Linked DNA regions of Mus musculus: region 2 is linked to region 1. A link is a contact called in public promoter capture Hi-C data. All regions are on one chromosome and are shown on one strand. Each heading gives the region's core, a stretch centred on a gene start, on an enhancer-like site or on the middle of the called end of the contact. The rest is flanking DNA. Distances are from core to core; before and after follow the strand shown. Region 1 holds the start of Ddx47 (DEAD box helicase 47). Region 2 holds the start of Aebp2 (AE binding protein 2).

Region 1 (3,158 bases), core at 210-2,709:
GATTAAGGGAGTGTACCACCATAGTCCCCTCCCTTGGCTTTTTCTATTTATTCTTTTATCTTCTGTCATTTTGTTTCTGAATTCCGACTTGTGCATTTTATCTTAATTCCCCTCCCTCCACAGGCAATCATCACAAACCTCTTCAAGTGTAGTTTCTGCTTCTCTGTGTTTTAGTAGAAGGTTGTTACATCCATCCATACACACTTGTAATATAACACACATATAATATATATTTGAAACAGGGTCTTACCAAGTAACCCTGACTGTTCTGGAACTTGCTATGTAGACCGGGCAGGCCTCCACTTCACAGAGATTCACCTGCCTCTGTCTCCTGAGTGATGGGATTAAAGGCATGGGCCACCACTCCCAATCTTAGTTATATTATATTTAAATCTATGGCCTTTCCCACAACAGCCTCAGGACTTGGAGCCCTAAATACTCTTAAGGGTATGTTTGACATGCGCTGCGCACATTTTAACAACACACTCTGCCAGAGAAAGGGATACCACGAAGAAAAGCATAGCAGATTGTCTCTAATGCCTCAGTTTCAGAAAGTGTGCCCCACACATTGAGAATGCCAATGCCTCCCCACTAGGGTACACTTGCAGGCACAGGGCATGTAACATACATTGTACCTCACTAGCTTAAGTGGTGGCAGTTCAGATATCTCACGGGTCTCAGGAATTTTGTATTCACAGATCTGCCAGTTTTTTGTTTGTTTGTTTGTTTTTTCGAGACAGGGTTTCAGAAATCTGCCTGCCTCTGCCTCCCAAGCGCTGGGATTAAAGGCGTGTGCCACCACGCTCGGCTCAGATCTGCCAGTCTTGAATAGGTGTCCCCTGAACTCAGAACGGCCTTTCTGGTATCAGTAAGGTCCCAGCTCAAATATCACTGCCTCAGAGACACCTTCTCAGTCTTGCAGCAATCCTGACAATTCTTTCTCCCAAAGCTTTGCTCCCCTATTTTTATGTAGCACTTTTCATAATTCAAAGTGGCCCATTATTACCTATGTATTGTTTGCCTTCTCTTTGCAGTGGAAGTTGATACTGTCCTGCTCTATCATTAGACACCTAGCACAGTCCAAGCATATGGCAGGCTGTCAGTTGTCAAATATATGAAGTAATGAATAAATAGTATCGTGATGTCCATGTGTTTACATTTCTATAGTTAGAAAAGTGATAAGCCAAAGGGAAGACAGCCAAGGCCCTGGAAGGCCGAAGTTGCAGAATGAAATCCTGCCTCAAGAAACCAATTTAAAAAAATAAAAAATAGGGCAGATACCCAAAGGGCAGCAAGAAGGGATCGTCTCAGTTCCTTAGGCACACAGGCTTCCAGCCATTGCTGTTCTTCCAAGTCCCTCCTGTGTGGGGCGCTGCCACGCCAGACCCGCCAGCAGGAGGCGTTCAGAACCTACACTCTAGGAAAGTAATCGCCTACATTTCCCAGCACGCCTTGCGCCTCGGCCCCACTTCCGGAGCCCACGAGCAAGATGGCGGCGGACGAGGAACCCGATTCCCCCTCTGGAGCCCTTCAGACAGCTGCGGAAGAGGAGGAAACGAAAACATTTAAAGACCTGGTGAGAATGGGTGATGCTGGTATTTATTTTGTGATGTTGGCGTTTAGGCTCACCCAGGGTTTGGGTACTTCATATCCCAGCCGGTGGTGTGTAAAAACACCTTGGGGCCTAGCTCATGCTATCTTCAGGCTGTCAGAAACTCGGGGTCTCTTCACGCTCCCTCGGGTGCATTTGCCTTGTAGGATGCCGCTGGGTCGTGAGAGCCCCCGTTTGTTTTTCTCCCCAGTTACTGTAGAGCCTTATGTTATCTAGGGTCACGCGTGACCTCCTTACAAGAGGCAAGTTGTTATGGTGTGCGCCTCACTTTATACACGTGAGGCACTTGGTAGAATAATAGCTAGCCACTGGTCGGAACTGATTTGACGGGTTAAATGAGATAATACATGCAAAGAGTTGACAGCAGCCCCTGGTGAAGAGAAATTGTCTCAAGGCGCTGTCCCATAGTGTTCATATAAAGCAGGGTCTGAGATGTACAGTTATGTAAAGTGCAAAGGGCTACGTATCACCAGGAGGATGGCTCTGATAAAGGTGAGGATGTATTCTTTGCTAAAGTATGGTTTTCTGAATTCAAAGGGTGTTACGGATGTATTGTGTGAAGCTTGTGACCAGTTGGGATGGGCAAAGCCCACCAAGATCCAGATCGAAGCTATTCCTTTGGCCTTGCAAGGTAGGTTGGAATTAAATATGCAGGCTAGTACAGAGCCAGTGTGGCATTATATTCAGTTTTTGTGTTGCTTCTAAGAGCTATTGCTGTCAAATTCCAAGTGAAATAAAGATATAATCTCTCCCTGGGTATGGCAGGACTACTTGAGTTCTTAACACCGAGGAGGCAGAGACCTTGCTTCAAATAAATATAAAGCCAGGTGTGATCACGGTGGCACAAGCCTGTACCATTTGGGAGGTAGACACTGACGTTAATGAATGGTGGGACGACAGTTTTAAACCCCTAGAGCACTCTACTGTCTGAATTTGCATGGCAGATCCTGACTGTTAGCTCTAAGAGATGAGAATTAAGAATCCATACAATGGACCATCAAGAGACCCATAATTAGCCTCCAAACGATGACACCATTGCATACACTAGCAAGCGTTTGGTGCAAGGACCGTGATATAGCCGTCTCTTGTGAGACTATGCCGGGGCCTAGCAAACACATAGGTGGATGCTCAGAGTCAGCTATTGGATGGATCACAGGACCCCCAATGGAGGAGCTAGAGAAAGTATACAAGGAGCTAAAGAGATCTGCAACCCTGTAGGTGCAACATTATGAACTAACCAGTACCCCGGAGCTCTTGACTCTAGCTGCATATGTATCAAAAGATGCCGTAGTCGGCCATCACTGGAAAGAGAGGCCCACTGGACAGGCAAACTTTATATGCCCCAGTACAGGGGAACGCCAGGGCCAAAAAATGGGAATGGGTGGGTAGGGGAGTGGGGGGGGGAGGGTGTGGGAGGCTTTTGGGATAGCATTGGAAATGTAATTGAGGAAAATACGTAATTAAAAAAAAAAAAGAGGAAAAAAAAAAAAAAGAATCCACCATAAAGCTAGGCGTGGTGGTGCACACCTTTAATCCCAGCACTCCA
Region 2 (3,158 bases), core at 488-2,987, 5.6 Mb after region 1:
GATAAAAAGATTTGAATTTCCTCTGCTAGGTCAGTCCTAATTTCTAATGTGCCTTAGAGCAGCTGCCACATACACTGAGTCATGCTTTATTCCAGTCCAGTTTGGTGATCCTCAGTCTACAATCCAGGATGACAACACATTCCTGATCTATCTGCAAGAATGACTCTGAAAGTTAGAGTTTGAGGTTAACGCCTGCCAGTGTAGCTACATTGTATATTATCATTTTAATTTTTGCTTTTCCTTGAGGAAACTTTTCTTTTCTTTTTCTTTTTTCTTTTCTTTTCTTTTTTTTTTTTTTTTTTTTTTGAGGATGTTTCCTTCCACTGGGGGAACATTACGTGTGATAGTATGTATCCAAAGGTTAAGGCTGCAACTGTACACTAAGATATTTGTGGGGCGGTTTCCTTGTGGCCCACACTAGTTGGCCTCAAAGTTGCAACAATCCCTTCTAGCCTCATACTACATGTTGTTTCTTTTATTATGTTTATTTTTTAAATTAGGGCAGTGAATTCTAGAAACATGAAAATACTCCACCTGGGGGATCTCTCTCTCTCTCTCTCTTTGTGTGTGAAGATCTACTAAGAATGAATGAGGGAATGCTCTCTGAGACTGCTTCCCCACTCCAGAGCATCAGATGTGCCCCGGAGTCAGGGTGTGATGTGGGCTGCTCACCAGCCTTCCTCATAAACTCCAGGTCTTTATTTTACAAAAAGCTTATTTACAAAGCATTCCCTTACCGAGAAGTTCAGGAAGATGCAATGCTTCCCTAGCTGTAAAGGGAAGGTTTGACTCTTGCCTGGGGATAGGGAGGAGCCTTTCATTAGTAGGAGTAGTAACCTCTTCCCTGCTTTCTTCTTCACACCCTCCCTTTTTGTGAGGCAGGATTTCAGTTTGGCCTGGAACTCGCTATATAGATCAGGCTGGCCTCGGAATCTCGGAGACCCTCCTGCCTCGGCCACCCTAGGGCTGGGGTTAAAGGTGTGCCTTTTAGGTGAGGTACCTGTGTGCACCACCCACCAGACTGGGAGGGAGGCCGGGAGATGTGGTCAGAGCTGCTGGGATTAGACAGTTGTGAGCCGCCTTGTGGGTGCTGCAAACCGACCGCCGGCTCCTCTGGAAGAGCGGTTAGAGCCCTCAACGGCCAGCGCTACACCCCAAGAACTCAGCCTGCCTACAAGTGTCACCCCAGATTTTATTAGAAGCTCCAGGACTTAAAACCTGCGAGGATCTCGAGCCAAAGCAACGCCCGCCTCGTCTGAGCTGCCCTCCTTGGGTCATTGGGACATCGGGACAGGTAAGCAAGCCTGGCTTGCGAGTCAAGCCTCTGCCTCCGCGGTGTGGACATCGGCTCGGCGCTTCAAAAACAAAAAACAAAAAAAAACCGATTTATCGAACTTTCTGCACATGTCTGAGACCTGTCTTTTGAGTATGGCAAGCGCTCAGACGGCCAGACACTTGCTCCACTTACGGCTTCCTTCTACAGGACACCACCTCCCCCGCAAACCACACACACACACTCTCTCTCTCTCTCTCTCTCTCTCTCTCTCTCTCTCTCTCTCTCTCTCTGAGCCGATGCTTCTCCTTCTCTCTGTAGAAGTCCAGGGCTGTGAAAATCCCCACCGACTTCGGGTTTCGAGGGCTCGTCCCGCCTCCGCCCGGAGCGGGAAGGCGTGGGAAGGCCCAAAGAAACTCTGGAGGGGCGGGGCCGCCGCGGCGCGCAGGCGCGCTGCCTCCTCCGCGTGAGTGCGCGCGTTCCGGCGCGTGTCCCCGCGCGGGCTCCGTAGCGCGTGTGCAGCCTGACGCAGCCCCGCGGGCCCTCCTCCCGCTCTGCGGCGGCCGCGCGGAGTTTGGGGCGTGCGGGCGCGGAGCGGGGGGTGGCGGGGGCGAGGAGGCGGCGGCGAGAGGAGGCGGAGGAGCAGCAGGCGCCGCCATGGCCGCCGCGCTCGCCGACATGGCCGACCTGGAGGAGCTCTCCCGCCTCAGCCCGCTGTCCCCCGGCAGCCCCGGGCCCGCGGCGCGCGGCCGGGCCGAGCCGCCGGAGGAAGAGGAGGAGGAGGATGACGAGGAGGCGGAGGCAGAGGCGGTGGCCGCGCTGCTGTTGAACGGGGGAGCGGGCGGCGGCGCGGGGGGCGGCGAGGCGGAGACCATGTCGGAGCCGAGCCCCGAGAGCGCCAGCCAGGCGGGCGGGGACGAGGACGAGGACGAGGAGGACGACGAGGACGAGGGCAGCAGCAGCGGCGGCGCGGAGGAGGAGAGCAGCGCCGAGAGCCTGGTGGGCAGCAGCAGCGGCGGCTGCAGCGGCGACGAGACGCGCTCGCTGAGCCCGGGCGCGGCGAGCAGCAGCAGCGGCGATGGGGACGGGAAGGAGGGCCTGGAGGAGCCCAAGGGACCGCGGGGCGGCCCGGGCGGCCCGGGCAGCAGCGGTGGCGGTAGCAGCAGCAGTAGCGTGGTGTCGAGCGGCGGCGACGAGGGCTACGGCACCGGGGGAGGCGGGAGCAGCGCGACCTCCGGGGGCCGGCGGGGCAGCCTGGAGATGTCGTCCGACGGGGAGCCGCTGAGCCGCATGGACTCGGAGGACAGGTCAGTGCGCCGCCAAGGGGACCCTTCCCGGACCTCGACGAGGGGGACTCAGGGGACTTCTTCCTGATTCGAGGGGACTCTGCGTGGATCCCGTCTAGGGGACTCCTCCCGGACCCCACAGAGGGGACCTAGGGGACTCCTCTTGGACTCCATTGAGCTGACTTCCTTGCCCGATCCCCTCCCATCTCCTGGACCCTTTGGCCCAGCGCGGGGCGGGGGGCGGGGGGGACCCTTCTAGCAGCGATCCCTTGCTCTGTAGATTCCCGGGCTCCGCCGAGGGGACCGAGGGGACTTTCTCGCCGCAGTCCTTTCCGTTTCTTGCTTCTCCTTCCCTGCCCCGCCCGCCTGCCCACCTTGGGAACGGCTTCGCCGGAATCTCCCCTGCCCCAGACTCTGGGACCCCAGACCTGGGGACTTTCTCTCCGGGATCTCCCGCCCCCTGATTCTCAGCCCCTCCCCCCCAGATCTCAACTTGGAAATCCCGGGCGGCCGCCGCGCCCCTCTTGCCGCTGAGCGGCTTCCAACTCCTCACCATCCCCCCTCAACTCTCCTTTCCCCACCCTCCTTTCCTCGGCGCG

Evidence for each region. Promoter capture Hi-C pulls out the DNA fragments that hold promoters and counts their contacts.
Region 2: a promoter capture Hi-C map of pre-B cells shows a contact between it and region 1. The contact joins the promoter of Aebp2 here to the promoter of Ddx47 in region 1.

Annotation. Positions count from the first base shown.
Region 1 is chr6:135,010,153-135,013,310 of GRCm38.p6, forward strand. It overlaps Ddx47 (DEAD box helicase 47), which reads left to right and starts at 1,460. Exons shown (of 12, transcript NM_026360.3): 1 at 1,460-1,576; 2 at 2,150-2,243. The coding sequence starts at 1,490.
Region 2 is chr6:140,621,765-140,624,922 of GRCm38.p6, forward strand. Aebp2 (AE binding protein 2) reads left to right here and starts at 1,738. Exons shown (of 8, transcript NM_001005605.2): 1 at 1,738-2,580. The coding sequence starts at 1,931.